Regions from separate parts of the Ovis aries genome. Here region 2 is linked to region 1. The links are chromatin contacts, called in public Hi-C maps. All regions are on one chromosome and are shown on one strand. Each heading gives the region's core, a stretch centred on a gene start, on an enhancer-like site or on the middle of the called end of the contact. The rest is flanking DNA. Distances are from core to core; before and after follow the strand shown.

What was found. A called contact is a pair of places that touch in the nucleus more often than the background predicts.
Region 2: a Hi-C map of muscle shows a contact between it and region 1, with 4 times the contacts expected there. The contact joins the promoter of MRPS28 here to the promoter of HEY1 in region 1. A contact is called at or near these places in 6 of 16 Hi-C or Micro-C datasets (hypothalamus, liver, mixed tissues and 3 more).

Annotation. Positions count from the first base shown.
Region 1 is chr9:56,052,177-56,055,991 of ARS-UI_Ramb_v3.0, reverse strand. HEY1 (hes related family bHLH transcription factor with YRPW motif 1) reads left to right here and starts at 2,026. Exons shown (of 5, transcript XM_042254355.2): 1 at 2,026-2,252; 2 at 2,510-2,585; 3 at 2,728-2,823; 4 at 3,090-3,171. The coding sequence starts at 2,164.
Region 2 is chr9:56,319,791-56,323,605 of ARS-UI_Ramb_v3.0, reverse strand. It overlaps MRPS28 (mitochondrial ribosomal protein S28), which reads left to right and starts at 1,862. Exons shown (of 3, transcript XM_027973077.2): 1 at 1,862-2,095. The coding sequence starts at 1,880.

The sequences.
Region 1 (3,815 bases), core at 777-3,276:
CAGGGCGCAAGGGTGCCTGATGGGCCAGCAACAATAAATCCCAGTTGGCTGATGGAGAGACCCAGCCTAGACAGGAAAGCAGAAAGAGGCACCTGGGAAGGACTGAGGGGCTTGAGGTGGTAGAGGTTTAGTGGAATACAAGGCTCAGTGAGAGTCAGGAAGTGTCTTACCTCGTGGGGGTGAGAGACTGAGAAACATCCGATCCCTATCAGGCTCAGGCCACTGTGTGGCGTCTGAAATGTAGGCATTGAGATCAATAAAGTAAGTCACTCAGTCGTGTCCGACTCTTTACGACCCCATGGACTGTAGCCTACCAGGTTTCTCCATCCATGGGATTTTCCAGGCAAGAATACTGGAGTGGGTTGCCATTTCCTTCTCCAGGAGATCTTCCCAACCCAGGGAAGGAACCCAGATCTCCCGCGTTGTAGGCAGACGCTTTACCGTCTGAGCCACCGCGGGTATAGAAACGGACAAGCAACTTGCAAAGGTGACAATGTTTCTGTCATGCTCAACAATATTTACCAGGCGTTCCATCACTGAAAGACTGCAGTCCCCAAGAGTGGACTTCAGAGGAACATGTACTGCTCTGCTCCTTTGTCAGGGGAGAGAGATGCCTGGATTCCTAAATTCAGAACAACCTCCTACAAATCAGGAAGCAGTCCGAGATATACAATATGTATTTGTAAAACATCTATCTCCTTGAGGCCTGGGAACTACACGTAGCACCCAGTACCCGCCACTCCACCCCCGAGGCAGGAGGTGTGCAGGGGGCGCGTGTGTGTCTGGTGGTCAGAGATGTGAATCTCAGCAGCGAGGGCGGCCCCAGACGCAAACGCTGAGTCCCGCCACCCTGTCGCCCGCTGACAGGATCTGGCCGCCAACGCCTGGAAAAAAAAAAAAAAAGAGCCCCAGCTGCCCCCCCACCCCCACCCCCGCCGCCGCCATCCGTCCACCCCTGCCCCCCCGCCCCAGCTGGCCCAGCAAACAAGCGCTCCATTTCCCCGGATCCCAGAGGCACAGGGGAATTTATTCCATCTCGGAGGCTGGGAAGCCCCTGCGGAAGCTAGTCCGTCTGCTAGTGAGTACACAGCTCCAAAACCCGAAAAAGAACATTTCCCGAAACCACATCTTCCCCTGTAAGCATCCGGGGCCCCGGGCTAGTGGCCACAGTGTACGGCGCCCCGGCGGCCGCTCTCCTGGCGCCCCGCACCCTCCGCCCGGCGTCCGGCGCGCCGCCTGGCCAGGTGCTTCGAACCCGGCTTCGCCTGCGGCGTGCGCCTCCCGCCGCCGGACACCGGCGGCCCGGCAGCCGAGATTTACCGCGGCGCAGGGCGGCGGCTTCCGGGGCTGCCCGGCGCCCAGGCTCCGATTACAGGTTCACACGGGGGGCCTGGCCCGCGGCCGCCCAGCCCCCGCCGGCGCGCCCTCACGCGGCCCCGCTCCCCCGCCTGCCCATTCTTCTCCATTCATGCGGACGCCCAGCGCCGCCGCCGCCGCCGCCAGCGCGGCCGCCGTCGCCGCCGTCGGTCGCCCGGATTGGCTGGCGGCCGCGGCGCCGGCACTTTCCCACGGCCCGCGGCGCGTGCGGCTCACCGGCGGCGCTGCAGGCGCGGCCCTGGCGTGCGGCCAGGCCAATCGGGGCGCGCGGGGCGGGGCGGGGCCGCGGCCGACGGCGGGCTGGTGTCCCGGCCCGGCCTCCCCCGCCTGCCCGCCGCCGGCCCTGCGCCGCCCGCGCCGCCTCCTTCCCCCCAGCGGAGGCCCGGTGGAGCCCCTGCGGAGCCGACACACCGCCGCCGGGCAGGGGCGGGCGGGGAGGGCGGGCCTGGGGTTCGCCCTCGGCCTCGGCCTCGCCCCCGCCCCTCTCCTGAGAGGCTGCCAATCAGAGGAGCGAGAAGCCGGATTGGCCGAGGGAAGGCTGTTGCCCGGGAGCCACCGCCCCGCCCCCCCGCCCCCTCGTCCACCCCCTCCACTCCCCCGCCCTCCCCTGGGCCCTGGGAAGGGGCGCAGCGTGGGAAAGGGATGGTTGAGTTTTAACCGGAGGCAGAGCGTGAGCCGGACCAGTGTGTGCGGAACGCGAGCAGTCGAGCGCGGAGAGGCGCCGCTGCAGTTAACTCCTCCCTGCCCGCCGCGCCGACCCTCCCCCAGATTCCCCGCTCAGCCAGCATGAAGCGAGCCCACCCTGAGTACAGCTCCTCGGATAGCGAGCTGGACGAGACCATCGAGGTGGAAAAGGAGAGTGCGGATGAGAATGGGTGAGTTGGCGGCGAGAGGCTAGCGTCGGCTGGCCTCGGTGACAGCGCACGAGGGCCCGGGGCACGCCGGCGCCCTGCACTGACCTCTGTGCATCTCCGGCAGGCCTCCGCCCCGGGTGAATGACCCGGAGGTGCTTTCAAGCCCAAGTTGCCTAAAAAATCTGAGTACGGGTAGGGCGTGGGGGCGACCTCTCAGATCACCTCCTCTCGCTTAACGGCGATTCCTGTTTTTTTTTTTCCCCCCACTCTTCATTTAGGAACTTGAGTTCAGCTTTAGGGTCCATGTCCCCAACTACATCTTCACAGATCTTGGCCAGGAAAAGACGGAGAGGCGTGAGTCTCTTTACAGTGCACCCTTTTTTTTGGGGAGGGGGGGTGTTTGTTTTATTAATTAACGGGAAGAACCACCTTTCTTCACTTTAGAATTTACAGTCGTAATGGAAATATCTCCCGTTGTTTTGCCTGCTTTCTCCAGATTATTGAGAAGCGCCGACGAGACCGGATCAATAACAGTTTGTCTGAGCTGAGGAGGCTGGTACCCAGTGCTTTTGAGAAGCAGGTAATGAAGAAAGTAGGTAGCTCTCTCGGTGTAGTTATCCACGCCTTCAGAATCCTTAGGCTCATTAATCTGAACCTCACCCGTGCCTTGGAAAATAACCGCGTTTGTGAGAAGGAAATAAATTCGTCCAGATTCCAACATGTTTTGCGAAGATAATTTATTTTGCTGTTGTCTATGCTTTTATGATTTGCAGAGCACATCTATGCGTATATATTTCAAGTTGTTCCCCAAAGGCAGTAGGTGCCAAATCAGGTTTTTGTTGTTGTTTCCTTCTCTAGGGGTCTGCCAAGCTAGAAAAAGCCGAGATCCTGCAGATGACGGTAGATCACCTGAAAATGCTACACACTGCAGGAGGGAAAGGTACGTCTCTAGTCCGGTGGGGCGTCTGAGTGTCTGGGGGCAGAGTGATCAGCTACCAACGGCTAGACGGCTAGGATTGGTGCAGTCGCTGCTTTATTTTTACTGTGCGCTTTGGGGGTGGAGAGAGAACGGTGTGTTGTGTGGGGGGTTGCCTGTCGGTGTGCTTTCACGTGCACATAGGTTTTCTCCAGTGAATTCATCACCCCAGCCCTCTGCAAATTAAGCGTATGCACCTTCTTTTGGAAAATACCTATTACGTGTGACAGCTAAAGTTGTGACAGCTCTGGTCTGGTAGCTCAAACCACATTTGTTTATTAACCTTTTGGAGAAAAAGCCTTTTTTTTTTTTTTTTAAATATGGTCTTAATTTCATATACAAGATTCTTAAAGAATAACCTGGCACATGACTCTTGAGGAAAGAAACCTGTTGTGATGAAGTAGAGAAAACCCCAAGGAAGGTGGGGGACCGAGGTCTGTGTGTCTGTCTCCAGCCGGAAAATGCTCTATTCTGGACCAAGTGCCTAAAAGCTCCGTGATGATAACTTACATCTGTGTGTCTAATGAATTTCACTACTCTGTGGTTTTTCTGTCCTTGAAGTGTTTTTTGTTGTTGTTGAGGGAAAACATTAAAGGAATGAACATAGT
Region 2 (3,815 bases), core at 613-3,112, 270 kb before region 1:
GGTATTCCCATCTCTTTCAGAATTTTCCACAGTTTATTGTGATCCACACAGTCAAAAGCTATGGCATAGTCAATAAAGCAGAAAGATGTTTTTCTGGAACTCTTGCTTTGTCGATGATCCTGCGGATGTTGGCAATTTGATCTCTGGTTCCTCTGCCTTTTCTAAAACCAGCTTGAACATCTGGAAGTTCACAGTTCATGTATTGCTGAAGCCTGGCTTGGAGAATTTTGAACATTAATTTACTGGCATGTGAGACGAGGGCAACTGTGTGGTAGTTTGAGCATTCTTTGGCATTGCCTATGATGAAAAGGACATCTTTTTTAGATGTTAGTTCTAGGAGGTCTTGTAGATTTTCACAGAACCATTCAACTTCAGCTTCTTGAGTCTGAGTAAGGTCTGGGAGATGGTGATGGACAGGGCAGCCTGGTGTGCCACAGTCCACTGGGTCATAAAGTCAGACTCGACTAAGCAACTGAACAACAAAGGTTAGTCCACTTGTGTTCTTTCTACTGTCTACACAATTGAGGAGAATATCAGAGTTTTAAAATCCATAGTCAAAAGCATTATTGGGGATTCTCTGGTGGGCCCACTGGCTGGGATTCTGAGGTTTCACTGTCCAGTTCAGGGTTTAGTCACTGGTCAGGAAAATAAGCTCCCTACAAGATGCCTGGCCTGGCCAAAAACAAAAGTCTCACAGTCAAAAGCATTATTACAGGGTCTGGGGTCATACATAAAAATTCCTCACCACAAAGTACTTGCAAATGCGATGGAACAGTACTTGCTCAAGTAAATAATTGTGTATTATAAAAATGCTGGGTAGAAGGATGGACAGCTTAATTCATTAACACAACTGTGGTATTCAGCTCAGTTTTGAAGAAGGTGGGCAATTCTGGCAATTAACATGGCGCCGGAAGGGAGAAAATCATAAGTGAGCGTGGGTCCTCTGGGTAGTGCATATCTAGGCATTAGGAACTTACTCCCTAAGAGAAAGGATTGCAGCCAGAGGTGACCCAAAACGTCTCAAATTAGTATTTTTGTAACATGGCTGGGCTGACCACAGAATAGGCAAAGAAGGACACACTTGGATCCCCAAATGGTTAAGCCCTACCACGTGCTCGCTGTCAGGGATTCAACAGCACAATTCCTGCCGTCATCAGTTCAGTTCAGTCGCTCAGTCATGTCCGACTCTTTGCGACCCCATGAATCGCAGCATGCCAGGCCTCCCTGTCCATCACCAACTCCCGGAGTTCACTTAGATTCGCGTCCATCGGGTCAGTGATGCCATTCAGTCATCTCATCCTCTGTCGTTCCCCTTCTCCTCCTGCCCCCAGTCCCTCCCAGCATCAGTCTTTCCCAATAGAGTTCATAACTTCAGAGCACATGCTAAGCACAATTATTGTAAGTAAACTACATGGCATATTAATAAGTGTTAAGTGGCGGGGGTCCGATAGTATTTGGAGTTCCTATTCTACGTAAGATAGTCAAGGAGAACCTCGCAGTTGAGCAAAGCCCTGAAGAGCGGTGGGGGTAAGAACCTTCGGACATTCTGGGGAAGGACGAGGGAGGCGGGGGTAGCAAGTGTCGCATTACTAGAATTTACAGCAGCACAAGGCCCAAGGGGTACCTCGGAGGGCGAAATCGCTGCGAGTCAGAAGGCTTTCCAGGAAAAACTTAGCGGGCCGCTGCTACCAGGGGCTAGCTGCTAGCCATCAAAGATTTTCTCCACCAACCAGAAGCTCTCTCGACCCACACTTGGCCGAACCACCGACCAGACCACGCCCACCGCCCACGGGGCTCTGCAATGGGCGGCCCCTCGTTGCTCCGCCCCGCGACCTGCGCGCTTGCGGAGAAGCCAAAGGTCAGAGGTCGTGGATCCGTCATGGCGGCGCTGTGTCGGACCCGTGCCGTGACTGCCGAGAGTCATTTTCTGCGAGTGTTTCTCTTCTCTCGATCCTGTCGAGGAGCAGGCACTGAGAGTGGCTCCGGAAGCGAGAGTTCTGATTCCACGGAGCCTAGGCCGCGCCCAGGCGGCTTCGCGAGCGCTTTGGAACGGCTCTCGGAGCTGCAGCGGAAGGCGGAGCTCGGCCGGACGAGGGTGAGTCGCGAGAGCTAAGCCAGGCACTCGTTGGCGGGCGGGGCCGGAGCTGGGGGCGGAGTCTGGAGGCGGGGTTGAAGGCGGAGTCAGGATGGAACCGGGGGGCAGGGCGGAGTTTGACGTCGTTGTTGGGCTCGGCTAAGTTGGGTGAGACCGAGAGGCGGGGCCGGGGGCGGGGCCCAGCGTAGGAAGTAAAGTCTGGGCTGGTCACTTGGAACAGTGTGCGTTCGTGCTTTTCCTCGGTTTGTTGTATTTCTGTATGGTATCTACATTTTGGGCCTGCGTTGTCCGCACTCCTTTGCACGCGTCTTCTGAATTGAGTGCTAGAAGGGAAACCAGCAGCGAGAGCTGCCGGCGGCGCGTCTAGGGCGACTCCTGGGACTCCGAGTGGGACTCACGCTGGAAGAGGCTGGGCTCTCGGCTTCTCTGGTGCACAGTAGCTGCAGCGTGGAGCTTAGTGTCTGGTGTCCCAGGCTCTTCAGAAATATTTCTCAAGTCAGTGGATAGGTAAATGACAGAATTAGTGTCACTATGAAGTTGAGCAAGTAATTTAACCTATCAGTGCTTCACTTTTTCTGTAAATGACCTTAAAAAAAAATCCATCTGCCCCAGCCAATAATTCTGTAAAGTACGATAAAATTATTAGATAGGTGAAATGGAAGAAATAGGCAGAAATACAAATTAGATTTTTTTGAGCTAGCGAGCTAGCAGACATAAAGTTGGCAGTATTAAACTGTATAAAAATAAACTCCCAATTTCTGTACTTAGCCCCTTGTGAACCAGTGCCAAACAGTTCACAGACGGGTAGTGTCCTGGGTTACAGAAAACTGCAGTGCTTGACTCTTAGTGGGCAGTCCGTGTTTGCCAGATGCATGAATGAAGGAATAGAACGCACAGTGCACATTTGAACTTTAAGACAGCCCGGGCAGTCTTTGAATTGGAGATCTCCGTGTGACTGCTCACAAACAGTTGAACAAGTGAGGATAGCACAGGCTTGAGCACGTTAATAAAACGGGCTAGTCCAGAATAATCAATCAGGAGAAGGCAATGGCACCCCACTCCAATACTCTTGCCTGGGAAATCCCATGGACGGAGGAGCCTGGTGGGCTGCAGTCCATGGAGTTGCTAAGAGTCGGACACGACTGAGCGACTTCACTTTCACACATTGGAGAAGGAAATGGCAACCCACTCCAGTGTTCTTGCCTGGAGAATCCCAGGGTTGGGGGAGCCTGGTGGGCTGCCGTCTGTGGGGTCGCACAGAGTCGGACACGACTGAAGTGACTTAGCAGCAGCAGTCCAGAATAATAACACAGCAAGAACAATTGCCAGAGTAATAAGAAAACCGAACATACCGCGTTAGTTTTGTTTTAGTGTCGGACACGACTGAAGCGACTTAGCAGCAGCAGCAGCAGTGTTTATTGGAGGTATTCAGTATTTTTCTGACATATTTATTGATGAGGACTATGAGTAATTGATAGGCATTGGTGTAAAGATTTAATTTTGTGAAAAAGCTTTCATTTCGCTCTTCGAAGTTTCTGGAACCATTCAGTTGCAGAGTATCCTGACATTACAAGATGAATATAGTTTGTCTTTATTGTGTGATCAGGATTTTTGAAAAAAATTGTAAAGTATAAAAGTGATGTTGTGAAAGGAGAATATAAATAGCACTGAAGGTTACTAAGTGCATATAAAAGCCTCCTTTCTCTCATTTTCTCAAAGC